2 separate regions of the Larimichthys crocea genome follow, and region 2 is linked to region 1. A link is a contact called in public Hi-C data. All regions are on one chromosome and are shown on one strand. Each heading gives the region's core, a stretch centred on a gene start, on an enhancer-like site or on the middle of the called end of the contact. The rest is flanking DNA. Distances are from core to core; before and after follow the strand shown.

Evidence for each region. A called contact is a pair of places that touch in the nucleus more often than the background predicts.
Region 2: a Hi-C map of muscle shows a contact between it and region 1, with 2.8 times the contacts expected there. The contact joins the promoter of fscn2b here to the promoter of slc38a10 in region 1. A contact is called at or near these places in 4 of 7 Hi-C or Micro-C datasets (all in muscle).

Annotation. Positions count from the first base shown.
Region 1 is chrXVI:10,431,052-10,437,245 of L_crocea_2.0, forward strand. It overlaps slc38a10 (solute carrier family 38 member 10), which reads right to left and starts at 2,377. Exons shown (of 18, transcript XM_027289330.1): 1 at 2,144-2,377; 2 at 1,699-1,967; 3 at 384-501; 4 at 105-150. The coding sequence starts at 1,788. bahcc1b (BAH domain and coiled-coil containing 1b) reads left to right here and starts at 1,710. Exons shown (of 29, transcript XM_027289325.1): 1 at 1,710-1,820.
Region 2 is chrXVI:10,563,653-10,569,846 of L_crocea_2.0, forward strand. It overlaps fscn2b (fascin actin-bundling protein 2b, retinal), which reads left to right and starts at 3,364. Exons shown (of 7, transcript XM_010729694.3): 1 at 3,364-3,512; 2 at 3,854-3,952; 3 at 4,106-4,832. The coding sequence starts at 3,860.

The DNA of each region.
Region 1 (6,194 bases), core at 1,127-3,626:
GATTTTGGAAATGACTCCATTATGTTTTTTTATTTGTAGAAGATCGACTCATAATACACACATCAAACACAGAATATTGCGTGTAGTAAGTTAACAAGACTCGCCTCGTCTCCACCAGTGTTTTTCCTGCTTTCCCGTACGCATGGAAAGCTGCAGGGGAGAAAGTGACATCAGTGTGAACAACATGTGGACTAACAGATGGCAGCGACTTAAAAATAGTTTCTGTGTTGATAATACCTATCAAACCACTACAACCAACTTCAAATTTTAAGGTCTACAGTCATGATGATCGTCGTAGCAACTTCCTCCATTGAAAAAAAAGAAGAAGAAAAAGCAGCAGTTCCTGTGTGAAAGTCTAAATACGTTAGTGTGTTTAAACTCACCTAATCCTGCGTAAGTCCTTCTTTTGGTGCTGCTCGCCGTGTGCACCAGGAACATACAGGACTTGTGGGTCATCCACGAGCAGAAAAAAAGCAGCAGAGTCCCCAGCACTATCCCACACTGCAAGAGGACAGAGCGAACATTCATTCATCCATAGAGTTGCCTTGAAATCTGGTCACCTTACAAAATAATATCCTTGTATATTAAATTATACAAGCATCTGGTCAACCTGATTAAGTCTTGATGCCCTAGATTGGATTCAACCCTCAAACTATCTTGACTACATTTAGTCTTTAAAACTTATTAGTGCCACACACACACACACAGAATAACAATAAACAGCTTATTCACATAAATTTAATCTCCGACTTCCAATTTTTTAAAGAAGTGCCACCCACGCATCTTATTGCCCAAGTTCGGTCTTTACAGAAAGGCCTGCAAATACTGCAAACATTTTAAGTTTGCAATTGACTTTGGTTAATGACCACACACACACAACAAAAACAGAAATGCAGTCAAGCAAAAAGTAGGACAGCAGTACCACACCTAAAGACCAGTCATGCGTTCATTTGTGTTTGGTGTTCATGCTAAAACCTGCAAGATAACGTGTCCGAATCATTTAAAAGACTCAACACAGGTGGATTATGTTCATGTTCAACCAAACGTCTGTTGATCTCATGAGGAAGTCGCCTGGCTGTAACAGTTACACTTTCACCCATTAAGGAAACGTCACTTCGCAGTTATGTCAAACACACAAGGCCAAACTGAAGCACGGTGTCGTGGAGCTGGAGGTTGATTCAACCATTTGTGGTCAATTTTTTTTGGTAAACAATCAGAGAGGTTTGACTAAATATTACAAAACACCTCTCTGTAAAATGAAACACCACGCTTACGAACAACAATTATTACAATAAACCACAACAAACTGAAGCACTTTGTGCTCGATGCGAGACGACGTGTGTGTTTCTCTTTTACATTTCCCTACACCTGCACAATTTGACTTGTCTTTGCATTTGTGCAAAGTGTACGTGTAATGACGGAAAGTAACTAGTGAGTGAGTGTGTGGCTTTTCAGATTGAGATTTTGCATGCAATTACATGCTAATATATATATATATATATTATTAAAGCTTAAACTACCCAACAATTATATAAAATGAACTGCAACATTAAGGTACAGCTTACACGTGAATTAATATTATATAACAATACTTTAATACAGTTTGAGTTTTATACTAAGCAGATAGTTAATATAGGGTTTGTGTTTGGGGGTCGGGGTCGGAAACATTTCACGGTCGCACCTGGCCAGGTGACCCACCTGTTTGAAGCAGAAGGGCATGGTGAGCACGCTCACTCCCACGATGCTGTTCACCACGTTCATGATGAGACCCCAGTTGGACGCCGTCATTTTGCTTGTTGACAGGCCTCCCCTCCCCTCCGGTAAGAAAATATCCACACAAACACGGAGACACAGCAGCACTTTGACGCTGACGTAAAGGTGCGTGATGTTTGGTCCTACGCCGGGAACAGGGACTCAGTGGCGGGGTGTGTTTTTCCGACTCCTCCGCCGAGCTGTGACGTGGCGCTCTGAGAGAAAACACATAAAGAGTTTGGACACACTTGGACCCCTTTTATAGTTTATTTTTAATAAAACAGCCACTAACTAAACAGAAACATGAATATATAATGTATATTTAAATGAAGCCCGACAGGTTGTAAAGATTACATTTGAGCTAACCCGTTAGTTGTTTTAATGAACCCACCTTTCTTCTGCGACTGCTGCGCCCACCGCCTCGCTGCGCCTCTTTTACGTTATCATCGGTAATTTGGTGACATTAAACAGTCATAGGCAGTGTTTTAAATGAGTCTTTATGAGTGTTTGAGCTTCGGGTTAGCAGCAAAGTAAAGACGATAAAATCTCTGTTTTTCTGAACGCGTATCCAGGAAGCAGGGCTCGTAGTCGAGGAGGACAGCGAAGAGGACACAGCCTGCAGGTTTGAGCGCTGTGCAAATACTCGGGCGCCCACCGGTGGTCACAGAGAGTCATGAACTGGCTGGACATAAATCATTACTCTCTCCTAGTACAAGAGGTCTCAACCTTTTTTAGCTCAAGGACTCCTTGGACAGACATTTTTTAAAAAGTCACATTTTAAGCTTGGCCTTTATATTTACTTTATTCACCTTATTAACCTATTTATATACTGAGTTATTAGCCTATATGTGTTTATGATTGATTACAAAGTTCATGCATAATGGGATAATTTATTTAGTAAATAGTTTTTGTCAAAAAGTAGCTTCTTATTGCATATTAATGCTTGCAGTTTATCATTTTTGTTATGTATTTTTTTAAATTCTCACAAATTATTTTTGTAAAAATTGTCAATTATTAATTGGCGGACCCCCTGCAGTCCCTCTGCGGGGGGCACGGACCCCTGGTTGAAGACCCCTGTTCTAGTATATTAGTCATTTTATCATTTCTTGTTGCGTACTTTACTCTCGTCTTTCTTTTTAATGCTGCTTCGCCTAAAATCCTACTCCACTACATTTCATTGGTAAATACTTTTTACTATATTGAGTGACAGCTATGGCTTGTTGTATTTTGTCCTCGTTGTACTGTGTGTTGTAATGTGTGTGCAATAAAAATCCTGTCTGCCTGCTTTATGTTTTATGTAGCACCGTGGTCCTCGGAAAAACACTGTCTCGTTTAACTATGTATATGGTTAAAACCCACTCCACTTAACTTGCCTTGACTTGGCTGCAGGTTTCAGACAGAAGATTTTAGCTTAGAAAATAGAACAAACTGTTAAAGATTAAGCCAAGCTTCTCAAGCTTTTGACCTCTTAAAAAAACATTGTATACTTAGGACCTTTGTTACAGATGTCTGTGGGCAGCTTATCAGTCCCACCAAAGAGTAATTTCCCCTAAGAAGGTTTTCTTTAGATATAACTCGAGGCTCAAAGTGGTCAGATATTTCACAAAAAAAAGGAGAAAAATTCATATAGATTTATGTATCATTTCTTCTATAATCATGTCATGACTTGTCAGATTAATCTTGTGACCCTTTGTAGGGGGTCTGAACCCCAGGTTGGGGAGTTAAAATGAACTCCACCTAAACCACAACAAGAAAGTGACACACTGACGCATCAGGACGACCTAGTAATGTCATATTTAATTATATATTGGCCATTTATCTGCAGAGTACGTATAGCTTTGACACTTTAAGCATGTTTTACTTGTAATTCCTTATTGCTTTCACATAGTTTTATTCCTTAATTAAAGGCCATGACTAGTTTGTCCGCCACAGATGAGCTCTGTAATCATAACAATACCAACAGACATGCATGAATCCTGTTTTTCTAGATGCCTCAGAGATTCCCTCCAGGAAAGGGAAACAGGCAACAGAGGGATGGAGGGCTAAAGGTGTGAGGGAGGGAGGGAGGGGGGTGGGGGTGAACAAAAAGAAAAAGGCTAAAACAGAACAGGCCAATCGAGCATGACGTCAGAGAAAATCAGCCCGAGCACCTGAAATGTTGCTGGCAGTGACTGGGTTTATTTCTGTCAGCCGAAGCGCCTGCCCGGTGCCCTCTCTGATAGATGACTATTGTGTTGTTTGACCAGGAAAGAGAAGAAGGAGCGAGGGGTAGGGAAGGGAAGGGGAGTAGGGGAGGGAGGGGGGGCGCGGGTTGACCTGGGAGCTTTCCCCCAGCCGGGTGTGCTTTCCCCCGGGGATGAAGGATTTTCAGAAGCAGGGATGTGATGAAGCTTTGAGAGGCAGATGGGGTGGAGCGGGGGGGGATTTTGGATTGTGTAGACGTGTATGTGTGTATGCGTGTGCCTTTGTGGCAAGTCCTGCTCGAAAAAATTATACATTCTTTAATATCATCTCTTAAAACAGATTTTTACGGACTTGAATGTGTAATCATTTTTAATCCTATGTATTCGTTTAGCTTCTAGCATTACTGGATTTTCTTTTTTTACACACTAACTCAGTCTTATTTGTTCTTGCGCCGTCTATTTTTACCTTTCATTGTTTTGTATTCTTGCATTTTTAACCCTCCCATTTTAGCTCTGCCTTTTACGTCAGTGATATAAATAAAGTTTATTGTCATTATGTGTGCATGTGTACGAGCGTGCGCGGCGCATATGTGTGTGATCAGAGAGGTTAAGGCAGGAAAACCCTGGCCATTGTGCACCAGTGACCCCTCAAAATCAATGTGACAGACCGGTTGATTGGCTGGAGGGTCCTGTCTCTCTACACCTAATCCCTCAAGGTACACCCTCAGCCAGGCGCTCGTGTGTGTGTGTGTGTGTGCGTGTTTGTGTGTGTGTATCTGTGCTTGTATGTGTGTCTTTCTGCACCTAATCCCTCAAGATAGACCAAAGGCCATAGGATGGGGTATTAGTGCAGTTACAGGGGGTCAGGCCTGTGTGTGCGAGTGAGAGAGAGCTTGAGTGCAGGCACTGCTTCACACTAGTCCAATTAGACTGCAGTACTTCTATGCATTTCTATGGGACTCAGCCATGTGTGGACGTAGTAGTGGGTTTCAGTACGGAGGGGAGGGGGGGGGCAGATTTTAGGGCAGATTTGGTCAGATAACCCGGTTGGGGCAAAATTAGACGCAGGCATCTGGATTTGACCTCGGGCCCTCGCAGTGACCCCCGGTCACTCAAGGGTCACGGGGCACAAAGCAGAGCACTGACCCTGCACAGGTCAAGCATGCGGGCGGCTGAAAGGACGCCTTTGTGGGGCCTGGCATGCTCACTATTTCCCATGAGCACCAGGGGACTGTGTCTGCCCAGGAAACTGGACCGGAGAGCGGGCCAGACGTAGTGTGTGTGTGTGTGTGTGTGGAAATCATAATTGATTTTTGTTTATATTTCTTAGTGTTTACTTTATGATTATCGCTGACTGAAGGTCATAGTTTACCCTGATTTTTATTTATGGTTCGTTACTTGGTTGGTGTTTGTTTTTGTGCGTCTTGGAGAGACTTCGCTAGGCTACAAACTGTCAGGTAAAAACCTTGCAACTCTAATTCATGTTTAAACTTCACTTGAAGGATTACATACTTCTCGGTTTAAAAAACACCCAGCCACCCTTGGGCTTATTCCCTTTCAAATCTAATCCTGCTTTTCTTAGCCCTTTTAAAAAGTTGACATTTCGGAGATACATGATTTTTTTTACTCCTGTTTGTGTGCGAGTGTCGCGGAGAGAGATACGGCTTAGATTTTTAGGTATGCCTGTGGTCGTTGCTTGTGTACATCTGTTAGCGCCTCCTTAATGAGCGCATGCACGCTGCCTCCAGTCCTGTGTGTGGCCCTCAGAGAGGGAGAGAGAAGCCCTCTGCTCCAGTAATCACATTTAATTACGCACCAGCATTAGACGGCCTATGAATAGGGTTTTTAGGCAGGCCTCTCACACAGAAATTGGCTGCATCCAGCTGAACATTGCCCACCTTTGTCCTGCCGGTCCCACTATATTCTATTAAGACTTTGTCATTTGACCATCAGCAAAGCACTATGGTCTAGCACTAACAACTGCTGGACTAATGCAACACATTAAAAACGGGAAGGTAAAGGGAACAATAGGCATTTGCTTGGCTGAACGGCTTGCGTCTGCCCCGTTAATGAAGCAAATGGACCACACATTAGGCTCCATCCACAATTGCATAGTACCTAGAATCACAGATAAAGGATGTATAGTCTCAAGAAAATCCTCCATGTCTGCTTATCTGAGGTTTAAGGGGGAAAAAAATTGTAGTTGTTTCTTTAGGAGAGAAGAAGTGGAATTTACTTTGTTAATCTCCAGGGGGGCTC
Region 2 (6,194 bases), core at 2,114-4,613, 130 kb after region 1:
TCCAAGTGGAGAAGCAGAGCGAATGTTTGTAGTAAAGTGATTTACCCACATCATTAAGTGGGTTTATGAACAGACAGGTAGACTGGAGAGTTTTTGTATTTGTCCTGATGGACTTCATAAAGGAGGTCTGAAACTGCAAACTTATTGGACTCAAATTCTCCTTTAATGTTTCAGTCCTTAATGGCACGTGTCAAGTCAACTGATACATGTTGGAAGAAAGACGAAAAGTCAAATCTTGAAGGTGACTTTTCAGAGTTCCCATTAACCTGTGCTGGACCTCGTGTCTGCAGAGCTGGAAGTTAAGAAATAGAGCCTAATGTTAGACGGTAAAGAACTTGTACATTTCACGATGTCAGTTTTATTAATCTCACAGCAATAGTCAATAAAAATAATACATTTGTCCTCACCTTATAGTGAACAATAACAACTATTGGTTTTTATTTTGTTTAAGTGACATTGAATATTATCACTTCGATATCAACAGCTAATATGAATCTCTTCAACACTGATAATCAGCAGTTTAATTAACACTTTCCATTATCATTTAAAAAATATGACACACATAAGCGAGGTAGCATTAACTAAGAATCATCTTATGTTTTAAACGTTTGAAATTCTTTAGAAAAGAAAACATTTTGTAATGAAAAACATAATTTAAAATGGTTCTAATTAAAATAAGAGACCAAATTACCCAGTGACAAGTAATACTAGAATTACTATTTATATAACTAAACAGTGACAAAGCACTGACAGAAATAACCAAAGCCACAGGTTTGGATTCACGTCTGATCTTTGTGTTGCTTCTAGGACACTTGGAAGCAGGTATAAGGTTCCTATTTAAATACTGCAAGAGGCAAAGTGATCATTTTGATCACACTGCAACACTTGGAGAGATCATTTTAAATTATGTTTTCCTCTGTAGACTCAGTGGTCTGTTCCCGCCTTCTTATTGTCTCAGTGTTGTTACATAATACTACATATTTGAATCTATCCTTAATAAAGCAAAGCATCTTAAGTCAGTATCTCAGAAATAGTGCATGTCTGCCTGTTTAGTGTGAACACACTCATTTACGGCGCTTGTGCCCTTCACTTATCTGTGTTTGTGTGTGTGAGAGCGTTTGTGTGTATGTGATGCTCATTGTTTATCACATTTTACGTAAAGCGCAGCAGTTCAAGTCTGGGTCAGGAGGAGTAAATCTTTGGGCCAGGCAGTGTTTGCTATGAACCCTGGGACCCTCCTCTGACCTCTGTGTGCGTGTGTGTAGGTGTGTGTGTGTGACATGTATGTTCCTGTGGGTCAGTGAGTCTATGTGTATGTTTATAGCTATTGACGAGCAGAGGGGGAAGTGTGTGTGTGTGTGTTTGTGGTGTGTGTGTGTGTGTGTGTGTGGTGTGTGTGTGTGTGTGTTGTGTGTGTGTGTGTGAATGTTGTGTGCGTGTTTAGGAGAGAGGGGAGGGTATGTGCTGATTAGATTACCAGTTGGGCGGATAGATCTCTGTGGGGATTGATATATATGATATTATGATATGATGATATATGATTGTTATTGTTATGATGTATGATGATTATGATCTGAGGGATGATATGTCTGTGAAAATATGTGATTATATGATGATTGATTATGTGATGAAGGCATTATATTTGGCATCTGAGTGATTGATGATGATATGTGATAATAATATATGACTAGGGATTGATGATATGTGATGATTTGTTTAATGATTATGATTGGGATGATGATGATTGTATTGATGATGAGGCATATAATGTTATGATCTGATATTGAATATGAGATATGATATAGATATATAATGATTGATGATGATATATATTATGATGGATCATATATGAGGAAGTGGATTTAATTAAATGTATGTAGGTTATTATATGCCCTATGGATGAATCTATGAATTGATGTATTTTATTGGCATAATGGATATCTATGATTGTGATTGTAATATATTTTTATGATAGATTGACATTATTGTATGCATTGATCGCATATATGTTGATTGATCTGATTTGAGTTTGAATATATTGTATGGAATGATTATATTGTGTATGCTTATGATTGTAATGATGATTTGTATGATAATTATGTAAGCATTGATTTTGAGCTTGATTGTCTTTAAATGATATATGGAATGATTGATGTATCATGTTGTTGTTGCATTGATGTGTATGATGTATTATGATCTGGGTCGAGGATTAGATGGATTCAGGAACAGACACGTCTGTTTACCCTGCAAAGAAGACTTATAATAGGCTGATTGGCAATGTTGATTACTCACACACACATACACGTGCAGGCACACTTGCTGCGCACACACATTCATTCAGAAGCCCATATGTTGATTAGCTTATTATTGTTGTCGTCAACTCCTTTCCCTTCTCTTTTGCTTGTCTCCCAAATTCAGATGTAAAGTCCGACTCCCCCGGCCTCTTGGACACATTCCCATTAAAACTGACTCGGAGAGCTTGCAATCAGAGAAGGTGTGTAACCGAACCCTCAGCATAGGCAAGTAAGTGGAGCTGCACTCAGGCAACTACCCCAAAGGCATGGGGAGTGCTCTGGTTACCCACCGCTGTGTGTGTGTATGTGTGTGCATTGTTTCTACTTACCTGTCTTTATGTGTCACAGAAAGAGGCGAAGTGCAGGAGCTCAGAATAAAGCGCAGACGCAGAGAAAGGCAGGATTATACACATGGCAGGTTAGAGAAAGGCAGAGAGAGAGAAGGAGAGGATGGGAGGAAAAAGCGACAGAGAGAGGCTTAAGATTACAGAGGCAAGCACCCTTTGTTGCTGAGTTCAGTTGTGATGGACGGCTTATGTTTAGGGAAAGAGTGAAGGAGTCCTTCAATGTACCATAAAATTTGCAGGACCGCTGAGGATGTTCTTCTTCACTGATCAAACTTTTGTCTGACAAACGAGGAACCTGGACTTCAAGGAAGGTGAAGAAGAGTGTCAGAGAATTGGATGTGATCCAAAGATAGTAGGCAAAGGAGTCAAAGGAGGGGCAAAAACAAAACAAAAAAAACCCAGGGAGGGCTAGTCAGGGGGCGACCAGGTGATTGAGCCTTCAGGGTGAATAACAAGTCAAGCAAGAACAGTGAGGTTGGATGAGAGAGCAGTGTTCAATGAGAGAGACAGGAAGAGAGTCGACTGGAGAAGTAGAGATAAGCAGTCAAGATTAAAATTAGTCTGCAGAAAAGAAAAAGAGAGGTTGACGCCAGACTCCGGACTAAAAAGAGATCAAGGTTGACTCAAGTCTTTGCTTCCTCTAACCTGATTAGGCGGGGGAGAGGTAGTGGTGGTAGTGGTGGTGGTGGTGGAGGTGGTGGTGGTGGTGGAGTGGAGCCGGGAGACCCCATCAACAAAAACGTGAGAGGCAGCACGAGAAGGAGAGGAGAGAGAAAGAATTACAAGAGGACGCTTGGTGAAAGAAGCCTCTTAAATCTGGGAGCTGGAATTAGAGCCGCAGAAACTGCAGAGGGGAAGCCACAAAACCACAGTAAGTAAATTAGGAGGCTGTAGCTGGAAAAATGTATAATGAAGCCATGGGCGGGGGAAGGAATTTGTGGTCTTGGGAGTGCTTTATATACTGTACTTTAATGAATTGATTTCCTGTCTTTAAGACTTTCTCATTTCATCATTCTCCATGACTTCATCTCCTTCCTTATTCCTCACCTCTTTAAAAAAAAACCTCCCCTCTTCTTATGCACACCCCTCACTCCTACATCTCATGTTAGGTCTAATTACCCCTCTCTTTCTCCTCTTCCCACTCTATCCCCCCATGCTTAACTTGTCTCACCCCTTGCTCTCCTTCTGTCTCTGACATTTCTGAATCCACAGGTGAAGATGCCTGCTAATGGAAACCGTCCCTTGAAGTTGCAGTTTGGTCTAATCAACCATGAGGGTCGCTACCTCACTGCTGAGTCCTTTGGATTCAAGGTACAAACGTGCCACTCAGTGATTGTTGGTGTCATAGAGCTGCACAGTGCTTTACTGTTTTAGGCAGATACTGCAGAGAAGTGCCATGCTTGTTGCAGATAAGACTATGGAAAGCCTTCATGCTGTTTGTTGGAACATTTCCATGTCTTTCAGCTGAATGCGTCAGCACCCAGTCTGAAGAAGAAGCAGATATGGACTCTAGAGCAGGACTCTCAGGACACCCAGGTGGTGTACTTGCGCAGCCACCTGGGACGCTACCTGGCCTCTGACAAGGATGGCAAAGTCACCTGTGAGGCTGACGGGCACAACTCCGACTGCCGCTTCCTCATCGTGGCTCAGTCAGATGGTCGCTGGGCTCTGCAGTCTGAGCAGCACCTCCGCTTCTTCGGTGGTTCTCGGGACTACCTGTCCTGCTTTGCTCAGTTCATCACAGATGCAGAACTGTGGGCGGTGCACTTGGCTCTACATCCGCAGGCCAACCTGTTTTCCGTGGCCCGCAAGCGTTATGCCCACCTCTCTAAGGAGGATGGGGAAATCGCTGTGGATGTGAACATTCCCTGGGGTGTGGCATCGCTCCTGACCCTTGTCTACTTGGATGGAAAGTACTGCATTAAGACCTGCGACAGCCGATTCCTCAGCAATGATGGGAAACTCTTGACAGAGAGTGGGAGGGCCACGGCGTACACGCTAGAGTTGAAGTTGGGGAAGCTGGCCTTTAAAGACTGTGAGGGGAAGTATTTGTCTCCCATGGGGCCTACAGGCACCCTGAGGTCTGGACGATGCTCCAAACCAGGCAAAGATGAACTGTTTGACCTAGAGGAGAGCAACCCACAGGTGGTTCTGATGGCAGGCAATGGGCGATATGTCTCCATAAGACAAGGTAGGAAAACACTGAAACATCAGGAGGGGATGATGTTGTCTCAGATTTGATTTTGCCCCGAAGCCTTGCATGCATGCACACGCTGCAGCTCTTGCATCTTCCTAGATTTCCTAAAGTCTTACCCAGAATCCCAAATGTCTGATTAGGTAGGGGAAAGCTGACCTTATGTGCCACTGAGGGTGATCACACGAGCCTTAAGCTGATTCACACTGACCTACACACATACATAATGAAGCAGGGGGGCAACAAATACTACTACTACTACAGTTACTACGACTACTCTATATACAGCACATATGGTGCACTGATACGTGCCCAGAAAACTGAGCTCGTAATTTACAGGAAGTACATTAACTTGTGGACTGGTTGAATATGCATGGCTTAGGAAATAGGCCACTCTCTCGTGACTGACAACTGATAAGAGATGCTTGGTAATTATGGTTAATGTAGTCAGCACATCAACAGGCATTGTTATCACACTGGATAGTACCATCTTTCCAGGAAAACAAGATAGATGAGGCTGATATGGGAGACTATCAGCCTCAACGAAGAGACCTGAGACGAATATGTCATGTTTTAGGGTTATCCCACTGTTGGGATTAAGTTTTTCAACAACAATGTTCAATGAGTTTCGGAAAAGAATTAGTTTTAATGTTGCCGGAGAAGGTTTTGTAGTCCTGAAATGGTGGCTACCCCATCATAAAATACAGCAGATGTAATAGAAAAGGTTTAACCAAATAATATATCATAAATGGTGATCTCTTTGAAAATCCCCTTTCATTCCCTCTCAAATGTACCTCATGGCTTTGTTGGGTAATAGTGTTAACACTCTACACGTTTGCCCCCAGGGCTTACTGAAACAGCTGCTTGTAACCTATATGCTGTGCAGTAATGCTCTGTTGATACTGTATTATGTATTTACTCTTCGGTCTTTTGACAGGGCTGTTGGAGTTATTTGATCAGCCTACAGCCACGACATACACACTACTATACTGATGGATTACACCTGCTCCACATTGGCTTTAGAGCAGTTTTTTTCCTCAAAAACAAGGTTGAATTTCTTTGATCAGGGTAAAAACTAGAAAAATTGTAATTGTGACGATCATGTTTCATGAGGGACGTGCCAGTGTTCAGTTGCTGATGGCCGAAATGGTTTGCTGGTCTGATTTGAAACTGGATTTGGGGTGGATTAGCATACACCAACATTGCTTGTCAGCATACTTGGCCATGACACCCATCCACAGGCTGCAGATTCTTGTCTGCAGGGTCGAGTTACTTCAGCCCTGGGTGCTGTAACTGTATATCTCCCCGCTCATTGTTCCTGGTTAGCAGTGTGAGTTTCAGTCGGAAACCAAACGACTG